Linked DNA regions of Hermetia illucens: region 2 is linked to region 1. Evidence: chromatin contacts called from public Hi-C data. All regions are on one chromosome and are shown on one strand. Each heading gives the region's core, a stretch centred on a gene start, on an enhancer-like site or on the middle of the called end of the contact. The rest is flanking DNA. Distances are from core to core; before and after follow the strand shown. Region 1 holds the start of LOC119660498 (protein jagunal). Region 2 holds the start of LOC119660491 (exocyst complex component 4).

Region 1 (4,397 bases), core at 1,026-3,525:
ATGGAGGTTTCGCGTGGTGAAAGTTCACCTGGGCTATGAACTATCTTAGTGCTGGCCATTGGCCCCATTAGTGCTTAGAACTCTTCTCCCACGTCAGAGGATGATCCTTCTCCTCCGACATGCCATTTTCTTGCGTTTCGCTGTCCGACTTAAGCCCTAGAAAGTCTAGATCAAGGTTATTCAGCTACTTCTCTCCTGTAGGCAGTAGGTCCACTTCCCTGTTTGGTGCTCCCCTTTGAGTCTCTATGGCATTCGTGATTCCTTTGGGGACCTCAGTAGTTTTCCACCCGATATGCCCTCCGAAGTATCTTTCCTTGGTTTCTTCCTGTACATGTGCACATGTGCGTTGCCAAATCTGTAATTAATGAGGCAGTTGCAGCGTTTAATTGGCTTCAGGGATCGCTCACCTACCCCAATCGGGATGAGTTTGTCTTCCTCCACTTCTAATAATTCTCCATAACCGCGTGTAAAGATCTCTTTTGAGTCATGAGAAGGCGCAGAAGCTTTCCGGTCTCAAATGCTGCGGGTATCATTTCCAGCACATGTCGACAATTCTGTTTCCTTTCGGTCTGGTAAGTTAAGGACTATGGTCCTAAGTCAGTCCACCGTGTCCTTCGTTGCGCAGTTTACCCGTATGAGACCTGATCGAAAACCTATGCCGGTAAGCAGGAGCTCTTTACTCCATGCCTCGCACATCTCTATGACGGTCAGGGTCAAATTAACGACGGGTTTCCTGGTTCTTGCCTTCACTCCTGGCCACTCCGAGATTTCCCCTCTCTTTGACTCAGGTTTAGATTTCTTGGGAGCATTTCGCTGAGGGTGGGCTGATTGATTTCGGTTGGTTCTCGCTTTGCTAGCTCTGGTTCCGGGAGCTTAGATCTATCCTGAGCCCTCTTAAATGCATCCTCTGGTTTCAGGCCTTCATTCAGATACCATTTAGCAACTGCGCCACTAAGACCTTTTTTCTTCCTGACATCTGATATGGCAACCTCAGATGTATCCTTGCTCGTCAATGGTTTTTGAGTGGAGTGCTTGATCTCCCAACATCTCCGTTTTCGGGTGCACCTGTCTTTTAGTATTTCGGAGATGTACCTCCGCCTGATGGGGCAATTTGTGTGTGATACGCGGTCCAGCTTGTTTGTTATTCCCACGAATATGGGCGTTAGGAGGTCCACCGTGCTCCCTTCGTAAGGTATACTTACTCACTGAGCCGACTGTGTACCAGTAAGGCTCTTTTAGAATACAGCCAGTTACCCTCGACTGCAAATTATTCAATGGACACGGTTTACATAACACCTTGGACTGGGGGAGATATTTCTCGACTCCTCAGTCTAGAATCGTAGCGTTAGTAGGTTCACTTCGTACGGAGTGTGGCTGTAACCACCCACCAACGGTCTTGGGAAACGAGAGGCTTGGCTCCTGGAGAGCCACATATCAACCCCAGAGAGAGATATATTGGCTTCCTGGGCATTAGAATATCCTGCAGTCCACACCCTCGACCTCTTCTTGTACCCAACTTTTTCACTAGTTTTCTTTTTCTATGATCGACTCGCCGTTCGTCTCAGTCGTAGTAGGCTTGATCAGGGCAGTGCCAAGAGTTTCTCAAAACTCCATCTTACACATCTAGCCATCGCCGTTTCGGTTGATGTTTGGGTCGTTTTCCATCCAATTGAATGTTTCGGCTAATTTTAGCTAGTGAGCTTTTTTAGGTACTCATTTAATCTTGCGTCTAAGCGTTTATCATTAATTAGTAGATTAAAAAAAAATGTGTAAACGCCTTCCTGCAGGTTGTCCCAGGTACGGTTAATATTCGGGAAAAATAGCAAAAATAAAGCTGTTGCTCGACCGTGACAGGACTCGAACCTGCAATCTTCGGATTCGAAGTCCGACGCCTTGTCCATTAGGCCACACGGTCCTCGAGCTTCATCCTTTTACCGAAAATACTTTACCAGCTTAATTTCAAAGGACTCAACTTCCTTTGCTCCAAATTCTCTTAGCAAAGACCCAAACACATATCCGGACTTGCTTGATTTTATCTGTTATACAAAAGCCGCGACGTGTATAACAGTTTCATTGAGTTGGAGAAGAGCTCCAAGTTACTTTGGGTGCTTCTGTTTAGATAAAATTCAAGAAGAATTAAAACGAAATTATATTTAAGGTGAGTTAAGGAGAAATAAATATTATATCGTTGGAAATTCGTTAATATAACAATGTATCTGAGTCAGTCATACCAACCTTCCCAGAAAATAAATCAAATCTTTCCCAATTGTCACTTGCCCGTCAACTTTTGACGTTAAATTCCAGGGCAGACTTAGCTACAAGTGCTACGGGGTCTCTTGCCTCATTTACGTGTTTCGGGCCGCGCGATCGTGCTGCAGCTCCAACCGGAATTCTCATAAATCCCGCTCGCCAGGAAATGTTAAATCCACCCGGTCCCAACCGAACGGACTAAGACTGCAACGAGGACTTCTCCACATCGAAAAGAACGGCTTCTTACCTGCAAAGATGGCATCTAGAGGCGGACCAATGATCACTGGGACGGATGGCACCGATTTTCAGCACAGACAGCGAGTGGCAGCGCACTACCAAATCAGGTTAAAATGCATTTATTTACCGGCTCTCAGTTAATTGTGTTCTCATGTCGACTAGTGATATTTTAGGATAATTTTCTTTGAGTTCCCGGCAGATGACTTTCTCATACTTGACACGGCCGCCTTCGGATCTTTGGCCAGGGCCTGTCTCGTCTTTTTTCCGTCAAGTTCCACGTAGACTTGCGCAGAGATGAGGTGGTCAGAGACGCGAATGCAATTGAGAATTTCACTTGCACAGAAGCCCACGGCAAAATGCCAAAATCTGTTTACATTGAGTGATTGAAGGCAGAAGTTCTCTTGATGGATCTTTTTGATGTTTCGTGGGAAGATCCACTAAATTATGTTGGAAAAACGCGGGGTAAAATGTAAAAAATTGAGTAAATGTACCACGGTAAACTCAAAACATGTATACTGTGATCAAACTAATAATTCGGTTCAAGATATAAGTACACTTTTACTACGCTTATAACCAGCATTGAAATGCTATCTGAATATTAAGGATCTTCGTTCCGCGCTGTTCAAGAGTTGATCTCAAGAACCATTGCTCACCGAGCTCGAGTTTTCCCCTAGATGACGGCTGATTTATCTTCAAGAAGATTTGCCACTATCGTCCAAGACTTCTCGGCCTTTATAGGCTCGTAGCAATGGCGCAGTTTTGAGGTGTTGGCACCCAACATAATTTAGGATAATGTCGGGTACATCTCACCTGAAGAATCGATAAGCCGCGGATTAAGATAGAGAATTGCTTTTATCACTTTCTGTTGGTCCTTCTGGAATATAGGATCCTATCAAGGTCATCTTTTTTTCATCGTTGTTCGTTGGAAAGTGGAGAGATTCAAAACCTACTGCTGGCTCATGCCATGCAGTTATGTGAAAACTCCTACTCGCTCACGAAAAGCACCTCTTTCTTCCACTCTCCCCACGGGACTGCTATAAGCATTGCATCGCGGGGCTGGAACACTTTTTAACTGCGGCTCATTATTGTTCGCTGCTTTCTTCGCAGTTCTTTATGACTTGGCTGTTGATGAATAATTTTCAGCTCAATTACCATTTGATTCCACGCCTCCGTTGATTTCAACATAAACTCCACTATATTTTCGGGTGTTAAGCGCATGTCTGCGATCGCCTCCAGGCTAGGTCGGTGTGTTGTAAACCTTGGGCACTCAAATACAACATGCTCCGCATTCTCAGCCACGTTACCACATCTTGGGTAGCATGGCGACTCGTCGTGTCCAAATCGATGTAAATAAGCCTGATAAACTCCACGTCCACTTACTAACTGTGTTAGCTTAGTTCCCCGTGGCTTCTTTCAATCCATCTTCGAATGGAATGGAATTATACGGTAGGTCCAACGGCCAGTTTGTGCCTCGTTCCATCTCTTCTGCCATTCTGCGATGGATTCCCACCGTGCTAGTTGCCGTCGAAGTACAACAGACTCCCCAATTGCATACATTTTGTCGTAGAGATGCCAACCTGCAATTACATATGCTGCTTCTCCTGATGTTGTTCGATAAGCACTGCATACCCGGAGTGCACTTAGTCGATACGTTATTCCTAGTTTTCCGCAGTTTGATTTGATTTCCAGAACGGTTGTCCAAACTGGAGCTGCGTAGAGCAGCACGGAACTAACTACCCTTGAAATATGACGACGTCGACTTTGCCTTGGTCCGCCAATGTTCGATAGTATCCTCGAAATCGTTGCAGGGATGGAAGACGCTTTAGTTGCAGCGCACTCAATGTGTTTTTTAAAGTTGAGGCTTTTGTCAATTATTATTCCCAAATATTTAAGCGACTCTTGGGAGTAAT
Region 2 (4,397 bases), core at 1,028-3,527, 140 kb before region 1:
GCCCCACATATTCCAAGAATTTCGACAAACCTCCCCGTGTTCACCTTCGTGATGTTCCATACATAGAAAGAGCGCCGGGGTGGCGCTCATCACTTCGATGCCAATATATTGATGGTTTCTTACCGAGAAGTCTTACAGACCTCGCCATCTGTTCACCAGTGACTGCGAGCAGCCTGGGCGTTGGAACGTTGGGGTGGATCCGATGTCTAAAACTACAAGTCCTATTCTCGTCGCCATTTCGAGAATTCCTTTTCTTCTGGAGTCTGGGTGAGACATGCCCCATTCAAGTGCTCTGGCATTGAAGTCACCCCCGACCAGGATCCGCCCTTCTGTCTCCAGAGCATCAACCCTGCGTCGTAATTCCGGCATTGTCTCATTCGGTGTTAGATAGAAACTAAAAAACGTCATCCCAAATCCAGACAAAGCCATCCCTTCGACCTTGGGCAAGGACCCTAAGGTGGATACTGTCCCGAACCGAGATACCAGCGGTATCTGATGTTAGGGTCCATGAAGCTGGGTCCTTATTTCGATACTGCTCAAGTTTGTTCTCTGCAACGTGCTGCGCCAGCAACTCGTGAGCGTTGCACTCCGGTGCATATTGATGTTTAGGATGCGAATCATTTGGAACGCGTCATAGCTCTTTCTATTTCTGCTCTGAAGGCTAGACATTGCCCCTAGCCCGCAATGTTCTCATCAGACGCGCCATGGTCCCTGCATAAGAAGCAAATCTCCTTTTAGTTGCACGTGTTCGCTTTATCAATAACATCACTGGATATTATCTCTTTGTTGCATCAAAAAAACGATATTGGATGACGAGGCCAGTAAGACCGAAGATTATAGTTGTTCAAGATAACAAAGCAGCAGAAATAGGTGACTAATAGCCCCAGAACTTGATACGAGAAATCGAAAAATGATTAGTACAAGGCTTGGCGCTACAGTGCAGCTCTAAATTGTGCAAAATTGGGGGAAAGAAGGACTGTCCCTAACCATACCCCTACGCCATTGATTCATTGTCCTGTGACTTCATTATTTTGGAGCACAAACAGGCAACGATTGGAAGACTACGTTAAGCTCCCTTCGGACATGATTGGATGGTTAAACTGCACCTGGTGGATGGCCCAAAAGGTCCAGGGACGATTATGAAACGAACATAAACCCAAATCGGCAGCGCTGGCTTAATGCTTATTCTGCCTCTTCAACACAATCGAGAGAGTGGTCAAAATAATTGCCAGCTCTCGAACGCTGAAATTACATTCGACCAAGCGAAAACTATATAAAATGACGCAAGACGAATCCATTCCATCTCACGTAGTTCTCACCCCCATCGAAATGATTAAAGCAGAGAAAACTTACATTTGCTCCAGCATTTCCAACGCCAGTTTCTGTTGTAGTGCGTCAGTCCACAAAGATCTCAGTTCCTCCCGTCGACAGTGCAAAAGTTGCTTGCAGGCCACCAAATTCTCCTTGACGGCATGGATCTTCTCGCGGCTCGTCCCAATGTGTGCCGATACCTGGCTGAATAGCGGCAGGACCCTAGTCAGCTCCCCGTCATGTTTCGAGACCAACTCGTTCAGTCGCTGATCGGATTTCTTGTACTCCTTCTCGATCTTCTGCTTCTCCTTTTGCCGTTCCTCGTTCGTTTCGCTGAAGCCCAGCGTCTTGATCACGGTGACCAGTGGACCACATCCTATCTGCAAGAGATTCGCAATTTGACTCATTGTGCGCTAAGTGAAGGCAAAGTCCCTGAATAGTGGATATCGAGCTCCTGACACCGCGGCCGAGATAAATACGCGACGGTGCTTGAGATTCGATAAGAAACGCGACGACTGCACTTGCGATAATGAAATCTTAGAACTAGAATCGCGGCGACGGCAAGAACGGAATTACATCATCGCACGATGCGGATTTACTCCCAGCCCGTTGCGCTGATAAATAATATTATCGCGCGCTGTGGCGACACACCAACTAATTAAATCGCGCAATTGCACAAATTACTTTCGTTCGTTTGTGTCCAATAATAAACAACGGGTCGGCCCGAATTGCGGCCCTGTCATCGCATCTGACATTTCGTCGCGGCACTGACAAGTCGATTTTCCAATTGATGTTTCGCCTCCGTTTGGAATGATACGAGCGGGCAGATCGATTTTGACAATGCAGCGAGGATTCAGGAACCTTTTTTCACTGGATTTCGGGAACTGAGCCGTGGGCTTACCTCTTCTTTTCCGTATTTTACACCGCGCGGAGGTTTTGTAGGAGGTGGCGTAGCCATTTTTGATGTTTGACATGCATGTCATCGCTGGTAGGAGGGTGACATCTTGCGGTTGAGTGGTTTTGCATTTGAGGGGCGGAATGTATGGAAGAATGACTCAAAAGCGAGTGGAATCGGTGTTTAGTTCAGCGTCACGATCAGTTGGTGCAGTGGACGCTCGGAATTGTTAGTAATATTACTTGGTGCCGGGTAAATAGTGTTGTGAAGTGTGTGTGTGTGTTGTTTAACTGACCACGGAATGATTATGGAAGGTAACTTGCTTAGAAATTGAACAAATTATGACCCTTCAACTTCTCAAATGTGAAACAACTGAAGGAAAATCCGCTTCTGCATTTCCGCTGCATTCCTCATCTTTACCGCCAGACTGGCAGGAGCCATCTTGGATACGGAAAAATAGGCGCAAGAACCGAATGAATCCAGCTTTGTAAATAAAAAATGGATCAAGATTTTGAAAATTCTGTTTGCCGATGGGAACATTCCAGCTGTTCGCAGCGGTTCAGGTGCATTCCTCGCGTAGATAAGTTAGTTAGGAATATGCCTACTGCTGCCAACGCTACTTCCGCTGACATTGTCCTAAATGGGCTGTAAACCATCAAAACTCTAAGTAAATTGGATCTATCTTCTTTCGGTGGTCAGAGCTTGTAAGCATCTTTGACCGAATGTATTAGGTCGCATTACGAGGTTGGGTGGTTGCCAGGCATATTCTTTGTGCCCCTTGAAGCTCATCTAGTCGCCGCTCATCCTCCTTAAATATTCGATAGCCCATTTTGTTACCACATCTTGCACCCACGTCCGCCCAACTTCCAGCTCGACATGATAAGTAGGTATCAGTCAGCTCTGTGGAGCTCAATGGCCGCTGTGCTGCTACCTTTTTAGACCACAAAGTACTAAGACCATGCCTGCTGTAGGAATAGCATGGGGAGCAGAACCCAGAGTCCGTTGCATTCGCGAAGGGTAGCGGCTCCTCCAATTTACAACTAGAGATCTCTTCGTGGTCCCCAAAAAATTGTTTACCCAGTGTCCGTAGTCCGGGATTAGTTAGGATTCATCATCATCAACGGCGCAACAACCGGTATCCGGTCTAGGCCTGCCTTAATAAGGAACTCCAGACATCCCGGTTTTGCGCCGAAGTCCACCAATTCGATATCCCTAAAAGCTGTCTGGCGTCCTGACCAACGCATCGCTCCATCTTAGGCAAGGTCTGCCTCGTCTTCTTTTTCTACCCCTGGCTTCGCACATTGGTCAGGGTCAGCCTAGTCAGTTAGGATTGCACAATCGCAAAGGAAGCGCTTGAATATTTTTCGCTCCTCTCCGTAACTTTGACAATGCAAATTGTAGGGTGCCAAGTCTGGCGACATGAACGAGAGGGGCGAGGACCAAAGTCTCCCGGATTGGCCATCTGAAGTCAGCGGCTACTAAATAATGCGAGTAGATTTCACCCTTGATAGTTGCCAGCGGGATGCCGACTAGGCCCACCGAGGGCGATGAAGAGCAGAATTCAGTTTGGCCAATTCATGCTCATTCTCCTCTATATACAGAGGAGCGCGTGCCAATACCTGCTACTATACACGGTTCGCCTTTCCTACTTGAGCTACCCTCAATTGTTTCGAACCGTCTCTGACACCAATATTACCGAGTCGTCGATAAAGGTCACCACCTTCTGCCCACTCCAGTACAATATGGGTAGAATTTCGTCCATCACTGTTAACCAAAACACTAGAGAGATGGCGCCTTCCAATCCTAATTTGGTTATTACCTTTTTGATGATTTTGGTACTAATATAATGTATATGGAGGAAGGCAGTTAGAAGATATTTCTGTAATGTACTCATCTGTTACGAAGAGAGCACGGTTTGTATCACATTGCCACCAACATAGTCACCAAGGCTGTCAACCAACCAAACTTACCCCCATTATTGAATCAGACGGCACATGCTGGAACTAACCCGAATGCTAGCAGTTCGTCGAGATGAGGGCCGGGGTTTTAACTCAATAGTCGGACAACTAAACCAACACAGGGTAAGCTAGAAGATACGTGAACTCTCGAGGCGGGCTTATACCACCGAAAATTTCTTTCTTAAAGGAAATAAACTGCCTAATCGCCTAACCAGGGTGGTGACAAAATCGCA

What was found. Hi-C and Micro-C count contacts between places; a contact is called where the count stands out from the background.
Region 2: a contact with region 1 is called in a Hi-C map of whole body, with 4 times the contacts expected there. The contact joins the promoter of LOC119660491 here to the promoter of LOC119660498 in region 1. A contact is called at or near these places in 2 of 2 Hi-C or Micro-C datasets (an unstated tissue and whole body).

The regions. Positions count from the first base shown.
Region 1 is chr6:4,698,973-4,703,369 of iHerIll2.2.curated.20191125, reverse strand. It overlaps LOC119660498 (protein jagunal), which reads left to right and starts at 2,275. Exons shown (of 3, transcript XM_038069093.1): 1 at 2,275-2,594. The coding sequence starts at 2,506. All of the region lies in intron 3 of LOC119660492 (katanin p60 ATPase-containing subunit A-like 1), which reads left to right. It overlaps Trnar-ucg (a tRNA gene), which reads right to left and starts at 1,915; the gene lies at 1,843-1,915.
Region 2 is chr6:4,839,233-4,843,629 of iHerIll2.2.curated.20191125, reverse strand. It overlaps LOC119660491 (exocyst complex component 4), which reads right to left and starts at 2,277. Exons shown (of 10, transcript XM_038069078.1): 1 at 2,213-2,277; 2 at 1,354-1,691. The coding sequence starts at 2,269. It overlaps LOC119660492 (katanin p60 ATPase-containing subunit A-like 1), which reads left to right and starts at 2,432. Exons shown (of 6, transcript XM_038069083.1): 1 at 2,432-2,520.